Regions from separate parts of the Columba livia genome. Here region 2 is linked to region 1. A link is a contact called in public Hi-C data. All regions are on one chromosome and are shown on one strand. Each heading gives the region's core, a stretch centred on a gene start, on an enhancer-like site or on the middle of the called end of the contact. The rest is flanking DNA. Distances are from core to core; before and after follow the strand shown. Region 1 overlaps CFAP92 (cilia and flagella associated protein 92 (putative)). Region 2 overlaps IQSEC1 (IQ motif and Sec7 domain ArfGEF 1).

The links. A called contact is a pair of places that touch in the nucleus more often than the background predicts.
Region 2: a contact with region 1 is called in a Hi-C map of crop, with 2.0 times the contacts expected there. The contact joins two enhancer-like sites. A contact is called at or near these places in 2 of 2 Hi-C or Micro-C datasets (crop and liver).

Annotation. Positions count from the first base shown.
Region 1 is chr10:1,720,998-1,723,637 of bColLiv1.pat.W.v2, reverse strand. CFAP92 (cilia and flagella associated protein 92 (putative)) reads right to left here. Exons shown (of 20, transcript XM_065074876.1): 14 at 501-795. Among named protein-coding and RNA genes, the nearest start is that of CFAP92, 30 kb to the right of the region's middle. Within about 2 kb of position 1,352, at least 1 of the 3 cell types and tissues checked has an H3K27ac peak away from gene starts, as active enhancers do.
Region 2 is chr10:1,924,855-1,927,494 of bColLiv1.pat.W.v2, reverse strand. All of the region lies in intron 3 of IQSEC1 (IQ motif and Sec7 domain ArfGEF 1), which reads left to right. It overlaps LOC135580434 (a long non-coding RNA gene), which reads left to right. Exons shown (of 2, transcript XR_010474983.1): 2 at 1-2,640. Among named protein-coding and RNA genes, the nearest start is that of IQSEC1, 160 kb to the left of the region's middle. Within about 2 kb of position 1,319, at least 1 of the 3 cell types and tissues checked has an H3K27ac peak away from gene starts, as active enhancers do.

The sequences.
Region 1 (2,640 bases), core at 103-2,602:
CTGCAACTGCTGGTTTTATTTAGCCAAGAATAAATGCCATTCTGGTTGCCTAAAGGCAGGCAGGTCTTTCACATGGCAAGAGAAGAAAGCGCAATTTTCACATGAGCTTAATTGGCTTGGTCCCCTGCGAGCGTCTGAAGCCTGGATGACTTGCTAAGGCACAATGGGGCAGCTCTGGAGAAGAAGGAGACAAAGAAAAATAGGAACCAAACTCAAAAAGAACTTACAAGTCCTTCAAATAATCAGTTTCCTTACCACTCGTAGAGTGTCTCGTCTGTGAGCGCTAGAATTGTTTTCCCCTTTGAGAAGCAATTACATTTGCAATTCCACTTCTGCAAAATAAAATTACCCTGCACCTTTTTACAATGTTTCCTCAATACCTACAAATGCCTTATGATAAGTTTTTAAGTCACTGTTTCAGGAGAAGGAGGAGATGTTGACTTCGGACATGAAGTTTTGCAGCTATCAGGCTTGCCTCTTGCATATCGTAATCTACTCACCCTACGGCTTCTCTCAAAAGATGTTTTCCTTGCTATTTCTTCCTTCCGCTGCACACACTTTTCATTGTCGTTATCTAATGAAACACATACTGCCTGTTTCACTCCTCTAACTTTTCCTGGTACTGCATAATCATCAGAGGAAAGCGAGAGCGAAGGAGGTTTCTGAGGGAAGAGATCCTCATCAGCGAGGGGAACTCCGTACTTGGCACTCAAGGCTGTGACCATCTCTGCTGAGGGCAGCAGATCCCCGCAAATTACATCCCTCAACCTCTTACTCTGACAGAGGTAACTGAGCCTACAAATAGACATCGACAAATTATTAGTTTACAAAATCACTACAGTTCATGTTACTGCGGAAAAACTATACAACCTTATTGAAACGTCTATTCATTGAGAAGTTCAGGTCAGTTCACGTAGGCTGGAATTTATCGGCAATAAAGAAGGTCAGCAGTTTAATAAACCTACTAGGAATATTCCAGGAAAGCTTCCGGCACCAGATTTAGCTGCAAGTTAACGATTAGTTGCTGTGTTTCTCTCGCCTCTGGCTGCAAAGGCAGTAAAGCAAGCTCCCTTCATGCACCTCATTCTAGCATATGACCCATAGTTTTGTTGAACACCCCGTAAAATCCATCCTGCCTTACTTCTGTTTTACTTCTTGTTGTGATCAAATGTCATTCCGTACGCTGTTCATGACAACGCTTAACTCACATCTGATTTCATTCACTAAGTCTGGCCTGCAAAGCCTGGCGTACACACAAAAGCGGTTCTAAAAATTTGACGGCAATTGAACACCGTACGCACAGTTTGTATCCACGCACTGAAATTCAGTTCTCAGTCTCTCTGGCTCAGGCCACAGCAGAGGCCACAAAATAGTGACTTACCTAACAGCCACACATAGTATTACAATTCCTTGCTAAACCTGGAAGTTTAACTCATTTATCACATAACTGTTCTTTATTTGGAGAGAGTAACTTTAAAAAGTACTGTAAAAGATTCAAATGTAAAATTACTGCAACAACTACCTCTTCTTACCATTAGTTCTGAACAACACACACAACTGAATAACATTAATTTCAAAGTCGCACCAGCTTTAATGACACAAATTGAGTTTATATCGGTACATTAAAAATTAAATTGGCCATTGTGCATATGCATCACGTGCATTAGTTTTTTTACAGTTCAAATTAATTTTCTGGCTAATTCCAGCAGGAGGAAATACATCAGGAAACTGCGGTTTCTGTTGTGCGCACATTAAACCAGTGCCTGACTACAGCAAACAGAAAACCAATAAAACTGGAGTTCTATGAGTTAGCGGCTGCTCTTGAACGCAGTTCACAGCCTGTTCCCTCCAGTGAAGAACATATTTCTATTTCTCTGCATAATCGCAGGCCCAGCAGAATGAGGTTGCGGCAAAAAGGACTGAGACCCAGCGCCGGCAGATGCGACTCAGCCCTCCATGCCTACCAAGTATCTAAAATACGCTGTATTATGTTATTTTCTACCTCAAATATTGCCAGCACATAGCTAAAGGAAGAAAAGTATTCACCAACCACTGTTGAAGAAAAAAATAAAAAGACAAGAAAGACTTTTAAGGACATCACAGTGCTGGCGAGCAGTCGCATTCATATTGTGTTCTTCTCCTCACCATCTCACAGAGCAAACGTGAAACAAATTACAGATGTGTGAAGAGGTAACCAAGTCAGATGCAGACCATTAGAACGAAGATACTGAAGTAAGTGTAAAGGCCTGGCTCTTCATCAGCTTAATGAAGGTTCATTAGTCACCGACAAATAAACAGTTCTTGAACTTGGCTGGGTCAGCCAGCAAGGGGCAACAGGTATCGTACACCAGAGTGCAAGATCGGAGCTCTGCTACATTCATTTGTCAGCAACTGCCTTGACATGTGCAAAATAAAACTTGTAGTAGATGGGTAATCTATATGTAATACGTATTATTGAATATGTTTCACCAACAAGCAAGCATGTGGGAGGGTGAGGGGGAAGGCTGCTATGAGACTACATATATATTATTGCGCATTAGCACAAATTGTTTATGAAATCAGACTGATTTTTAGGAGACATTCACTCTTTTTTGTTTCAGGACTAAATGTCCCCATTCATTTCAAAGAAGCTTTGCAGGA
Region 2 (2,640 bases), core at 70-2,569, 200 kb before region 1:
CCTTCTGTTCTCTGCTGCTTGCTGATCTTTCGTGACTCGGTGCTGCTGCCGTTGGGTTTCCACCCTGGAACACACAGATGTTCATTTACTGACCCTGAACAGAGGCTTTGGAGCCTTTCTTGGGGGTGGGAGGGACTCGGAGTGAGTTATCTCTGTTTTTCACACCAGAATGTGTACATGGTCAGAAGGAAACAGTATCTGTACAGCTAATATGTTTTAGTTTGCATAGTAAGTGTATAGCAAACATCTGGGTACTCATTAAAGAATGCTTCATTAAATAAAGGTGCTAATAAGGGTGGGAGGTCTCCAAGATCCTGCTCAGTACGGCTGCTTCATGCTCAGCTAACAGCTTGATCTGCAATTAATGTTTTACCTTAGTCATTGCTATAAAATATGGGTGTTGCTGTTTTCCCGTTAGAGCTGGGGCTAAGTTATTAGAAAATCTGAAAATAACTACCTGTATTTACTAAACCAGCTGAGCAGCTGAAATTTCAAATAACCAAAGCCCATTTCTTCCTACAGTTACGTTTATTTCCATATTCAAGGGAAAAATTGTACACAAAGTATTATTAATGAAAAATATGTCCCTTGCTAACTTCAAGTGTTTCAAAGCAAATGCTTTTGTTTCCACACCCATTAGAGTTCTTTGGGTTTGTTTTTTAGTTGTTATTTGTACTCTCTTTGACCTTTAGTGATTTTTGGTTGATGCATTTGTAGGAAAATGCAGATAATCAACACAATTTATGATCCATTTATGTAAGCATTCTTTTTTTCTGAGTAAATTATGCCACATCACGTTCCCCTCTGCGTTTTTTCTTTCCTAGCCAATCACTGGAGCATTGCACACCTGAAAATCAGGTAGAATTGCAATCTATCTTGCTCTTTCCCTCAATTAAATTCATCTTTATGGAGAATTCACTTAGTTGTAATTGATATTTTATAACAAGATTTTGCCAGGGGCTGGTGTAGCGCAGATAATTAATCTCAGTCAGGAAATGTTGCTCAAATAATTTTCTTTGGTAATCCCACAAGCAGCATTATGAACCAGGTGACACGTGACAGTGCGGGGAACGGGCAGGCAGCCCACAGCTCCGGCTCTGCCGTGCAGCAGATGTTTCTGACAAACAAGTTTGTTTGCAGCTCGGTCACGAGGTGTGTGATTCAAGCCATTTTGCTCGCCGTTGTTCTTTGTTAGCGGGCAAGCTCTCAGCTGCCTGCGGAAGCCTCCAGATTGCTCCTGGGGCTCTGGGGTTCAGCGTGAAATCGAGGTGCTCTCCACCGCCATTCAGCAATTCTGGAGCCTGCAGAGACATGTCTTCTGCTTTATTATTGAAGGCTCTTTTAAAAATGTATTTTCTTCTTGATTTTGGGAAGCTTAATGAAAATGTTTCTTTTTGCCACCACATGAACAGTAGTAGCTCTCCCTGCAAATTGCTTAGTTAACTTTAGTGCTTCAAGACAAGAAAATAGCCACTGCTTTATAAAATAAAACCGAAAATGACTAATAGGCATCGTCAACTCATTTAACATTTTGCATCAAAGACTTAATGATGATCAAAGAGCCAACAAGGGAAACAGAGCTGTAGGTGTGTAAGTGGAGCAGCAGGAACCCTATCGCTTCATTGCAGAGGAGGCAAAATGAATCCTGAGCTTTGCTTTCATGTTTCATTAGGTGCTTGTCACAGCCACAAAACCTAGGCCAGCTTGAGGAAGTCCCTCGTTGGCTTAGCCATGAGAATGGAGAAATCTGGGAGGCAATTTTCATTAGTCTTCATGTAAGATGCTTTATCTGTCCGAACCTGGAGTGGTACAAGACGCAGCAGTGGAGGCTGCAGTGTAGACGAAGTGCTGCCAGCTCTAGCCAGATGTGCAAGTGTCTGCCAGTTGTTTGTTTCAGTGAATTCTCTGGTACTGAAAAGTTAAATGCTATAATAGTCTTTGGGTAATAAGTGTGAAATTGAAGAATGGGGAAGATTCATTTAAAGCTTACCCGCTTTAGGTACTTTGACAATTTCTTTCCATGTTTTGTGTTTTGAGGGCTTTTCTAAAACCATTTCACAGCATCGTGTGTGTATATACAGATGCAGACAGATATACAGCAGTCTCCCAAGTATGGCTGTTCTCCAGATACAGCTCTACCCAGATGGCACTCAGAACCTTTGGCCCTCTCAGACGCATCTGGCACTGCACGGTCTGATTTCTTGGTTTGCATTGACGCTGTACTAGCTCCCGTGGGTACAGAAGTACCCCGAACTGCCCTGCTGGAAGCACTGTTTGGAACTTAGAATGGATATGGCAATCACTTTTGAACTCTGAAGTTATGTAAAGCATGTGGTCATCTTATTGTGATTTCAACTGGCTCCTTTTGTTATGGAAAGTCAGGGTAGTGAAAATTCTTATTACAGTAAATTTGATTTTTATTTATTCTATATAAATGTATGCATGCATATGTATATTCGCACACAAATATACAAAATATATATTTTAAAAATATGGAACTTATACACTCTGGTGTTCGCATACCCCCTAAAGTTTCTAACTGTTGGACAAGAGCCACTGCGGATGGGGCCAGTGCAGAGCCCTGCGCCGTGGTCCTGTGTCTGCCCGGCTGGAACCCGGCGCCCATGCGGGATCCCTTTG